Regions from separate parts of the Mus musculus genome. Here all the other regions are linked to region 1. The links are chromatin contacts, called in public HiChIP or PLAC-seq maps. All regions are on one chromosome and are shown on one strand. Each heading gives the region's core, a stretch centred on a gene start, on an enhancer-like site or on the middle of the called end of the contact. The rest is flanking DNA. Distances are from core to core; before and after follow the strand shown. Region 1 overlaps Gm973 (predicted gene 973). Region 2 overlaps Trak2 (trafficking protein, kinesin binding 2). Region 3 overlaps Flacc1 (flagellum associated containing coiled-coil domains 1). Region 4 holds the start of Stradb (STE20-related kinase adaptor beta).

Region 1 (2,700 bases), core at 171-2,670:
AATAGGAGATGGAGAGAGAGAGAGAGAGAGAGAGAGAGAGAGAGAGAGAGAATGAATATGATGTAGCAGAGAGAGGCAATGGCCATTGTGTCTGTGGGACATGATGGCACCCTCCACATGAGCCAGCGTGGCATTAGCCTGCAAATCTGCCACAGCTGTGCAAGCTAAGACCCCAGAGGCACAACTGGCCATGCAACTGATGGAGATATTTTTACAATTTCCTTAATTTTGAAACAACGTGTGCATGTGCCAATGCTGATGGGTCTGTGTCTGTGGATGCAGGAGCCCACAGAGGCAGAAGACTGTCTCATTCTTCTGGAGCTGGAGTTACAGGCAGGTGTGAACCATCTGATGTGGGTGCTGGGAACTGAACTTGGTTCCTCCATAAGAGCAGCAAGTGCTCCTAACTGAGCATTCTCCACCCCCTGCACCCTCCATTTTGTTATTTTTTGAGACAGGGTCTCATGTAGCACAGGCTGGCCTCAAACTCAAGGCCAAGGATGACCTTGAATTCCTGATCCTCCTTCTTTTATCTCCCAAGTGCTGTACGTATAGGCACGTGCCACCATACCCAGCTTCCAATTGGTAACGTTTTGTGGAAGGATTGAATCTGTGGACTGGAACTCCATGGTTCAACGGTAATGGTAATGCTCATGAATCGATGATTATTTGGGGAATGAAATTTAGCTGTGCCTATGGCTTTGCTGATGTAGATTTTAGTCTCTTTCTGAGACTTCTTCTTCTCAACACTCATCAGTGGCTCCACATGACATGCTGTACTCTCGGTTCTTTTTTGTTTTGTTTTTCTTTTTTAAAGATTTATTTAATTGTTATATGTACAATGTTCTGACTGCATGTATGCCTTTGTGCCAGAAGAGGGCATCTGATCCCATTATAGATGAACCACCATATGTGGTTGCTGGGAATTGAACTCAGAACCTCTGGAAGAGCAGCCGGTGCTCTTAACCTTGGAGCCATCTCTCCAGCCACCTCCTTATTATTTTTGATTCTAAGACAGTATCTATCTCTTACAGGCTCTTCTTTTTTCTGTGTTTCCTCGGCCAGTGTTTTCTTCCTGATTTGTTTGAGAATGGCTCCTGCATAAACTTAAAACACTTCTTAAGTTTAAGTCAGGTGGGGGGGGGGAACTGAGGTTCTGAGACTGGGTTTCTGTAGCTTCAAGCCTACACCTTAACATAGCGGGAGTGGAACCCAGACCCCAGATGTCCTGAGCTGTGTCTTGTGCTTTCCTTCCACACTACACTGCCTCTCAGCCTCGCTCACACTCGCCTGGCCGGGTGGGACCCATCCTCCGGACAGAGCCACTCAGCAGAATTGTGTTGTGATGAGGTTCACTGCACAGTGGCTTGGAAAGGACCCTGGGTCTTTCAGGAATGAAATGTATAAATCCTGATGCATAAGGAAAGTTCTTGCAACAGCAGGAGAATGAGTCAGTCAGCCAGAGTTCAAGAAATGTAAACACGTCCTTAGATAGGAGGCTGAAAAATCACTTAGGGCTTCTCATCTCTTGGGTCAAGACCTTGGTAATTTACTGAGGTCTGTGCTGTCAAGGAGGGGCTGAGACTCCAGCTGCATTCCTGTGCGATAAAGCAATGGGTGTGTGTGGGGGGGGGGGGGAATGGGGATGGTGATAAAACTCCCTTCTAGAGCAACAAGGGAAGATCTACCTCTTGTGCAACCCAGGCCATTGTCTGTCAATGGGGGTGGGGAGGGCTTCTCCCTGTTTCAGGAGCTGGTGTGCACAACCAAAGACCTCATACTACTTCAGCTCTACTTCCCGGCTGCTTGAAATCGCACACAGCCTTTCTGTGATGAACATGTCTGCCACTATAGAGATAAACAGAAAACACTCTCTCCCTGGCTGCCCACCAGCAAGACTGAACAGATTTTTCAAATGCTCCCATTAATCTAACCACTGGCTTTTAGTGAGAAGATAGCGTTCCTCTCTAGATAACCAGGCTATTCAGAGGTAACCCTGCCTAGACGGATTTTATTCTCAGCCCCTTCTGCCTTCTCCGAGTCATGGCGTTCTTCACCAAACACCCAGGCATTGGAAGGTAGAGAGAGCATCTGATTTTAGCATGGAGCTTGGCACCTTTAGATTTCCTTCTATTTAAATCTGCGTTGACAATGTTTAATCCCCAAATCTCTGCTTTAAATAAAAATGAAATACAATTATATTTACTTCTACTGCTTCAGACTTATTTTCCAGAGTGGGGGAAACTCTGATGGGACCCATCTGGGAGCAGAATAGAAACCGAACTCCAAGGAACCGCCTTATCAGGACAGGTGGGCCACCTGGCTCCTTCTTCCTGAGTGCGTGTCTGGCCTTGGTAAACACTGGCCCTGCAGGCTCCCAAGTGGCCAAATGGTTACCAGGGTAGAAGCTGTTGGAGGTGCTGGCAGGAGCCTCTTGAAATCTGTTCAGGGCCTTTTTCCACACTCCATTTCTCAAGAGCACACCCTTTGATCACCAGACTGCTGTCATAGAATTTCCTTCCTATCCCGCAGGGTCATCGCCAGGCAGGTGATGTATCTGCTGTTACACAGACCTCAGAGTGCCTTTGCCTTCAACAGCTTTGTGCAGGGCCTTGCTGGCCCCAGAAGAAGCCAGTAAGAGAAAGCCCCTGGGTCAGCCCTGGTACCTTCAAGGTTTTGTATTTTGGTCATAAATGGAAA
Region 2 (2,700 bases), core at 98-2,597, 630 kb after region 1:
CCATTGAGCCATGGATGCTAAGCCTTTCTGTTGTTCCATTGGTGGTGGTGGAAACAGTAATAGCATACCAACTGCAGCTGCTGTGTGACTGCCCCAGGGACCCTCTGAGGCTGCTGCTCTCATAACTCCCTTAATCCTCATCGCAAAGCCAGGGAAGTCGATCCTGTTATTAAGCCCATTTCACAGATGAAGAAACACGGTAAAGTAGTTTGTGCAGAATTCCAGGGCTGTGAGATGGCTTAGCTGGAAAGAACACGTGCTCCCCTCCCCAAGCCTGTCATCTGAGTTCTACCCCTTGGGGATGCATGAGGGAAGAGAGGGCAGGTCATACAACCAGTAAGTATTGGCTCTGAGATTTGTATTCTGAGCCAGTGTGGCCACCTGAGTCACAGCCATCAAGATCTAAGTTCTTGGAACCTGTGAATGTTACCTGAGGCAGAGGGACTTTGCAGTCTCTATCTTGAGAAGTTTATCTTGGGTTATCCAGTTGAGCTTAAACATTGATTATAGGTTCCTTATAAGGAAAAACAGCCAGTAGTGTGACAATAGAAGCAGAGGAGGAGGCTCCCGGGTGCCATGCTGCTGGCCTTCAGGATAGTAGAAGAGGCCCAGAGCCAAGAGAAGCAGCTGCAGCAGCTAGAAAGCAAGGGACTAAGCTTTTCACTGGAGCACGGCCTCGGTGACACCTTGGTACCAAGCAGTGGAGCTGGTTCCTGCCTCTGACCTCCACAACTGGAAGGTCACATGTTGATGGTGGGTAAGCATTAAGTTAGAGCATCAGGGAACACTTAGGCAGTTCGCTGGCATGCTGTGGACTTGTGAGATTTGCCTTTACTAACAAGCTTCCTGCAAGTCCATGGGGCGTGAACTCTAGTGATAATCCCAGTGGCCAGCCTTAGGTCATTTGTTGGGTCCTTTTGGTCCTTGCCTCTTTCAGATGGAAGATTACTCAGCTGATCTTCAGATGTACCAGTTCTGTTTGCAGACATGCAGGACCTTCAGAGAGAGACACTTTTCCTCAGGTTTAAGGGATAGAGAAAAGCTAGAGACAGTGAGCATTTGAGTGTCTCAGTTGCCCAACTAGGGATTTTTATTTTGTATTTAGTCTCAATATCTGATCCCACTTATTTGTAAATACCCCCATCTTGGCAAAATAATTAAAATAAGATTCAGAAATACTAAATAATGAGCACAGGTCAGAATCACAGTAAATCAGAGTAAAATTCCAGCTCTAACATCAAGGTACATAAACAGTACTGCAGTCATTCTGTCACTCTGAACTGCCCTTGCTAAGAAGTTAATCGGGGCGTGTTCTGCTGCGTTCCCAGGAAAACGCTGCATTGCTAAATCACCCCTGACCTGGTGTGCCACGTGCAGGCTCCCGGATCGCCCTGGAGGGCTGCATTCTTTCTGCATGACTCTCACCATGGGCTTAGTTCTGTGTTCACTCCAGTTTACTCTACTCTTTTATACAAGTGTTGAGAACAAATCACCCACAAACTCCAGAGTTAAACAGTAATCTCTACAACACAGGTCTGCAACCCATAATGAAAACCTGTATATAAACTTTTGTATTCTTAAGTGATATGTAGAAATATAAAAAAAAGCAAAATGGCTCAGAGGTTAAGGGCATTGGCTGCTCTTCAAAGTACCTGGCTACAATCCCCAGCATGGAGGTTCACAGCTGTCAGGAACTTCAGTTTCAAGGGATCTGATGCCCTCTTTGACTTTGTCAGAGACCAGGCATGCACATAGTGCACAGACATGCACGCAGACAGAACACTCATACATGCCTTTGTGTGTGTGTGTAGGGGGGTGTGCAAAAAGGAATAAAGAAAGAAATGAAAAGTGTGGTAGCTCATACCTGTAATTCCAGGACATGGAATCAGGATGATGAAAAGCTCAGGGTCATCCTTACCCACAGTGTAGTGAGTTCAGAGTAAGCCAGGAACACTGCAAATAACATCTTCAGTAGAATTGGGGGGAAGGGGGCATAATGACAGCATGAGTGTAAGAATAAAGCAACTGGCATGTTACAGAGTGACAGCAGCCGGCTTCAGTTACAGTTAGAGTTTTCACAGTGGTCTTGATCAAGTCATGATTTGAAGAAGAAAAAACATAGCTCTGTTAAAGGATCCTGGACCAGTTAGAGATCCTTCATTTCTCATTTCCCTTCCTCCTCACTACCCAGTGCCCTTCCTTCACAGGCAAGCTTGTAACTTACACTCTCAAAAAGTTCTTCCTAGAAATTGAAAGTAACTTTTAAATACATTTAATGGATGTAGAGAGTAGAAGTCTGTTCCTTTAGTCTAATTACAAGTATATAAATGTAAAAGGAAACCTAGGGGCCAGGCAGTGGTAGTGTACGGGAGGCAGAGACAGGCGGATATCTGAGTTCGAGGCCAGTCTGGTCTATAGAGTGAGTTCCAGGAGTTCCAGTAGCCAGGGCTACACAGAGAAACCCTGTCTTGAAAAAAAAAACCAAATAAATGAATAGATAGATAGGTAGATAGATAGATAGATAGATAGATTGATTGATTTAAAGAAAGGAAACCTAGCTTTCAGAAATTGATCTTGGAACACTTAGTCTTACATAATAGTATTTTGATGACTGAATTATTTTAATATTGATCAAGGGTTAGGAAGCTTTTTTTGTCAAGTATCAAATTTGTGTGTGTGTGTGTGATAGCCTAATATCTT
Region 3 (2,833 bases), core at 299-2,798, 900 kb after region 1:
AACCACCATCTGCTTTCTCAGAAGCCCTGCCTCTTTTTTCTATCCTCCGACGTTACACTCATATCCATCCACACATCTCGTTTCTACTTCCTAAAACCCTCATTCATGTCTTCTAGTCAGGCCTCTCCTTACTACATCACTGGAGAGCTCTCCCAGTGTCTCCTCTTTCCAGCCTTTGTCTGCTGTAAGAACTACTGTTCTGAAGCCACAGTGGGCACACACTGTTAACCCTGTACTGGGGGTGAGTGTAGGGGTTGATCTCTGTGAGTTAAAGACCATCCTGATCTGTATAGCAAGTTTCAGGACAGCCAGAACTATGTAGAAAGACCCTGTATTGAAAACAAAAAGCAAGCAAGAAAAGAGCTATTGTTCCAAAGATCTGGAAGATGTTCAACAGATCAAGCTTGTTCTTATCTCTAGCATCCTTGTAAAAATCTGGACATGGTGACACATGCCCATAATCCTAGCACTGAAAGACAGCAGAGAATCTCTGGGGCTCATTAGCCAGCTGAATGAGTTGAAACATTAGTTCTAGGTTCAGTGAGAAAACCTGTCTCATAAAATGAGTGGAGAGTAACAGAGGAAGACACTTAAAATTGATCCCTGTCTTCCATGTTTGTACACACACACACACATTTTTGTTTTATTTGGTTGTTGTTGTTGTTGTTTTGAAGCACTATGTTGCTGTATAACCCAAGCAGGACACTACTACCCTGTTCTTGAGTGTTGGGAGTGCAGACATGTTTGCACACACATATTCATTTGCACCTCCTCTTAGCCGCATCCTCAGGCAGTCCTTGTCTACTGGTGCCTGTCAGCATGAGTCTCCCCACACTTCCTCATTTCCTAATCCTCTGACCTCTTGAGTTCGACTATTGATAACCACACTCTGGTAAGTGTCCAACACATTGTTATTTCTCTTCTGCTCAGTGGGACACCACACAGCCCACATCACTTCCAGCTTAATTACCTTCAGGGCTAGATGCCAGGTCCAAACACTCTACTATGAAACGCCTTATCGACCACTGCATCCCCATGCCTTAGTCGTGGAGAAGACACAAACAGACCAGAGTCAGGCAGTCTGGGGGCCTGGCTGGTGTGACTAACAACAAGCTCTCTTGGTGATAGAGTGTTTGTCCCACAGGACTGATATCATTTCTGACCTTCAGGAGCAAATTGCTGAGTTGATGGCAATAATAGAACAGATGAACAGAGACCAGCAGTCTGCCCTGAAACTGGTGAGTGACCCTTGTATCAGCCACACCCTCATGGCTAATACATTCAGATTACCCAAGTGCCAGGTAACATGGCAGGCGGATCACCACCGTACTGAAGCGTGGTATCCAAGCGCCAGACTCGGCATAGTGTGCAGTGAGCAGTACCTTCCCTCCTCCATCCTCATCCATCTCTGTAAAAACTGAAAGACATTGCATTCCTGGGGTTCCAGGTGCCTTTGGGTGTGTGCATGGTAACACTGTCTCTTCTACACTGCTAACACTGTCATGAGATCCGCAGGCTTCAGAGGTTGCCAGGCTATTGCTAATGACCCCGGCATGGAAGATGCCTCCTGTGTCTTGGAAAACCTTCTAGGAAGCCCTAGGGCCCACCCTCTGTTACTATGAAGGTCCCAGAGCCCATTCTTCAGAATCAACTGGAGTCCATTTAGTCTGGATGCATATGTATGTTTATGTATATATATATATAATTATGCCTGCATGTACACCCACAGGCCAGAAGAGGGCACCAGATCTCATTATAGAGGGTTATGAGGCATCTATAATGGTTCTGCTGGGAATTGAGCTCAGGATCTCTGGAAGAGCAGCCAGTGCTCCTAGCCTCTGAGCCATCTTTCCAGCCCCTCTTGATGCATTCTTAACAGGTGACATTTTTAGCATTTTGGTCACCAGTTCCAGTTTTGAGCCTTTCTTCCCCAGCTCAGGCATGTGACCAGGGCTGGAGTAACAGACCATAGCCATGCTCAGAAAGTACCCCCTGGTGTTCCTGAAGGGAACCGTGAGGCTCTGCCTTCCCACAGCAGCCTCTCATGCTGATTAACCTTAGGCTGTCTGAATCTTACAGTCACGGGCTGGTTCGTGACCAGGCTTAGACCTTCCCCACCTCAGCTGGGCTGATGTCTTCTACAAAAGAAATCTGAAGCTTGAGGAAGCTTGTGGAAGGTGGTGGGGCTTCAGGCAACCTCACATTTTGACTCACCACCACAAGCCCTGCACCACACAACTTTAGCGACTGTCTTTTTTGCAAGTGGAAGTGGGGGTGTTGAAAATATTCTAACCTTTGAAAGGTCTCTGTGCAGAATCCAGGATGACACCGAGATGGGGTATAAGAAGTTTTTAGGAAAAGTTAGTAACACCACGGACAGACAGACAGAAAGACAGACAGTCTCCTAGCAGAGACTCTGAGGAGTTGATGCCCCGTTGCCTCCGCATGCTGGGACTCTGAGGAAGAATCCAGGTCCACAATGTGGAGGAGGGGCCTGCAGCCAAGATGGCTGATTCCCTGGCAGAGGGCAAGGAGGGAAGAGGAGGGACTGTGTGGCCACACGTAGCCCTTTGATGTGTCCACAGTCTGATTGTTGGTTCTTTTTGACTCTTCCAGTCAAGTCTCTCGCTAAATAAGTGATTCCCAAAGGTGAAAGAGCCCAGAGGTTACAGTATTAGGATGAAATGACAGAAGGAACCAGACCCAATGACAAAGTAGCAACAAAATGGTGGCCGTGCATTACCCGCATGATGCACTGACTAGGGAGAGGACAGTCAGTAGTCCCTCTGCTATGTGTGTGTCCTGTGCACTGCAGAACATGCCCAGGAGAGAC
Region 4 (2,818 bases), core at 255-2,754, 610 kb after region 1:
CATGCCTTTAATTCCAGCATTCAGGAGGCAGAGGCAGACGCAGGCTGATCTTTGTGAGTTCTAAGCCATCTAGGGATACCAACATAGTGAGACCCCATCTTTAAAATATGTGTGTATGTATTTACTCATAAATGTGTGCATATATATGTATATATATATGTGTGTGTGTGTATGTATATATATATGTGTATATATATATATGTATATGTATATATATATATATATATATATATTTAAGAAACCTGTATTCCTAAACATAATGATGAGTACTTCAGTGTAGTCCCTTGCAATTGTACCTAAAAAGCTAACCACAATAAAGCTTTATAAATAATCTAATTTGTTGCATAATATAGAAGTCATACCCAGGCCTTTCATTTGAAAGGTTAACACTTTAAATGGACACCAGAGGGGCTATGTATTTACAAGACTTGGGTTTTGCGTTAATCGAGGTATTCAATGGTCTACTGTTACAGGAAATGCCGACAAAAACAAAAAACCTACCAATACTCTTTGTTAGGCTTCAAAATTACAGTAATTCTCAAGGTGATCTTGAAATCTCATAAAACCTTAACAAAGATCATAGCGAAGCACACAGCTTAATCCAATTTTCCAAACTTAGTATCATGACTCATGGTTTCAACAAATATTTACGGAGTGCCAAGCACTGTGCTATGCAGGTGCTGTCACAAATCATGATCAAGTTTGGAGGAAAGGTATTTGACATAACAAACCCACGAGGGGAAAACAAGACATCAAATGTAAACACTGAAGACAAAACGAAGCCTGGACATTTAATTTGGAAAAAGGTCCCTTCGACGTCTCTGAGCAGACAGGTCTGGGGCCAGAGTGTCTTCAGCTTGGGAAGTCGCCAGGCCTGTGTGCGCTACCAAAGGTAAGAGCTGGGGGAGCGGGGCGGCGGTAGCTGGGTTCCTGCACCTGGCACCGCTGCTGGGCACCCGGGAGCCCCGGCCCCCCCGTGCGCTGGCACAGAGACAGAGAGCGGGAGCCGGCGTCCCGCAGACTCCAGCGGCTGCTCGGCCGGCCGTGTCAACTCCGGTAAGGAGCGGAGGCGAGGACTGGCCTTGTAGCCTTCCGCTGTGCACCTACCGACCTGCGTTCCCTGTCGCTCCCCGGGTCCCCACACCATCCCGTGCTGGCCTGCCTCCCCTCATTACCTAGGCGGTGACCAAGGCCAGCGACTCTCCAGACAGCGGGCGCTGAGGGGAGGCGACACGCGCGAGCCCCGGGACCTGCCTCGCGAAGGGGCGAGGCGAAAACACTAGGCCGGCTTCCAGGGTGAGCCTCAAGGCACAGAAGTGCAGCACGGCCTGGAGAAGGCCGGTCGGCCTGGACTTCTGCCCTAGCCCGGGGCAACCGGCCGGGACGGGATTCGCCCCACCCCAGCGGGGTCGGGGCCCGCCGCTCCGCCCCACCGCGCCTCCAGCTTCTAGCTCTGGAGTGAGGAGGCGGGGCCCTCGAGCTGTAGGCGGGACGGAAAGCAAACTACAGTTCCCAGAAGGCTTTGCGCTAGGGCCGCAAAGCCTGTTGGGAGAGTGGGTCTCCTTTTTAGCTTCCCTAGCTGGGTGGGGGCTGCCATTGAACCGGCGTCACTGCAGCTCCAAGGTCGCCCGGTGATGATGTGAGAGCGCCTGCCAGTTCCTGCCACGCCCGGGGGGGTTAGCTCGGTGGCGGCGGCGGCTGCTTCAGATGCTGCTCTCAGGCTGCCGCGCATTAGGGGCTTCTTCCTGAGCGAGTGTGGGCGGAAGAGCGAGGACGCCGGGCCATTCCCGTGAGTAAGCTCCCGCGTGCGATTCGAACTTGCCCTTGTCAACTTCTCTCAAAGGCAGAGAAGCCTTCCTGTCCCGCGTCCCTCTGGTCCCCAGAGGTCACTCACGGAAGGATTCCGCCCCGAGATGGGAAAGGGATGTTTCCCAAGTGTGGGTGCAAACTGATGGGAACTGGGCGGTAGCCTCCGGGATTCACCCTATCTGCACCTCTGAAGATTGGCAGCTTCCCATCCTTTGCCAGACAGAGTCCATCTGGAGCTCTGTCGTTTTAGGATGAGTGGCTTTAGTGTCTGGACGTTAAACCTTAAGCTCTCGGTGGCCATCTGTGATGCAAATGGGAGGAAAGGACACTAGAAAGAGCTCTTTCTTTATTGGGCTTTTATTTGTAATTGATTTGGAACCAAACGCCACATGTCTTTTTAAAAGAAATAAGGAAGACAGACAGACAGAAAGACTTTTGGTTGAAGCAAAAAGAATGAATATTGGCAGTTGTGTTTTCCAGTGCCAGCACTTCTGAGTCCCAGACACTTTTTTTTTTTTTTAAATCACAATTATGGCAGTGAAGTCAATTACCTGCTTATGCATCTTTTTCTGCATCAGGAAAGATGGTAATATTTCGCTGGAAATTCACTTAGCTTATGTAAGGACCACTGAACAAAATGAGCTAGACTCAGAGTTCTTGCTCTACCTTAGTAAAAATGTTTGTGACCTTTCAAATCTTTGCTGTCCTGTTAAAAGTCTGAGCTACAGTGAGCTCCAAATAGCATATTAATGGTGGTGACACTTGAAAACGAATTGTGAAGGACATTTGGTGGTGGGAAAGGGCAAAATTAAAGGCACTTTATCATCTCGGCCACTCTCCAGCTTTCTATTTTTAAAATTAGGTAGTATCTGGCAAGCCTCAGATGTTTAACCAGCACATACATACCTATGTGAAAGACAGTGCTCTTACCCATACCCATTTTTACTGATGTGATGATGTACACGGTTCACCTAACCACGCACATTGCTCACTAGTTGCACTGGAGACT

Evidence for each region. HiChIP or PLAC-seq counts read pairs in DNA pulled down with a chosen protein or histone mark.
Region 2: a contact with region 1 is called in an H3K27ac HiChIP or PLAC-seq map of extraembryonic endoderm stem cells, with 3 times the contacts expected there. The contact joins two enhancer-like sites. A contact is called at or near these places in 2 of 115 datasets of contacts at active chromatin or transcription factors (embryonic stem cells and extraembryonic endoderm stem cells) and 1 of 9 other capture datasets (embryonic stem cells).
Region 3: a FOXA1 HiChIP or PLAC-seq map of pancreatic cancer cells shows a contact between it and region 1. The contact joins two enhancer-like sites. A contact is called at or near these places in 1 of 115 datasets of contacts at active chromatin or transcription factors (pancreatic cancer cells) and 1 of 9 other capture datasets (adipose tissue).
Region 4: an H3K27ac HiChIP or PLAC-seq map of extraembryonic endoderm stem cells shows a contact between it and region 1, with 7 times the contacts expected there. The contact joins the promoter of Stradb here to the enhancer-like site in region 1. A contact is called at or near these places in 1 of 115 datasets of contacts at active chromatin or transcription factors (extraembryonic endoderm stem cells) and 2 of 9 other capture datasets (embryonic stem cells and macrophages).

What each region holds. Positions count from the first base shown.
Region 1 is chr1:59,579,266-59,581,965 of GRCm38.p6, reverse strand. The region is part of intron 9 of Gm973 (predicted gene 973); the gene reads right to left. Among named protein-coding and RNA genes, the nearest start is that of Gm39648, 16 kb to the left of the region's middle. Within about 2 kb of position 1,420, at least 62 of the 459 cell types and tissues checked have an H3K27ac peak or open chromatin away from gene starts, as enhancers often do. A contact at or near this core is called in extraembryonic endoderm stem cells and pancreatic cancer cells, where this site is marked.
Region 2 is chr1:58,950,123-58,952,822 of GRCm38.p6, reverse strand. The region is part of intron 1 of Trak2 (trafficking protein, kinesin binding 2); the gene reads left to right. Among named protein-coding and RNA genes, the nearest start is that of Trak2, 22 kb to the left of the region's middle. Within about 2 kb of position 1,347, at least 146 of the 459 cell types and tissues checked have an H3K27ac peak or open chromatin away from gene starts, as enhancers often do. A contact at or near this core is called in extraembryonic endoderm stem cells, where this site is marked.
Region 3 is chr1:58,676,691-58,679,523 of GRCm38.p6, reverse strand. It overlaps Flacc1 (flagellum associated containing coiled-coil domains 1), which reads left to right. Exons shown (of 15, transcript NM_175370.5): 6 at 1,145-1,238. Among named protein-coding and RNA genes, the nearest start is that of Flacc1, 18 kb to the left of the region's middle. Within about 2 kb of position 1,548, at least 27 of the 459 cell types and tissues checked have an H3K27ac peak or open chromatin away from gene starts, as enhancers often do. A contact at or near this core is called in pancreatic cancer cells, where this site is marked.
Region 4 is chr1:58,972,208-58,975,025 of GRCm38.p6, reverse strand. It overlaps Stradb (STE20-related kinase adaptor beta), which reads right to left and starts at 1,504. Exons shown (of 12, transcript NM_172656.6): 1 at 1,176-1,504. Trak2 (trafficking protein, kinesin binding 2) reads left to right here and starts at 1,544. Exons shown (of 16, transcript NM_172406.3): 1 at 1,544-1,789.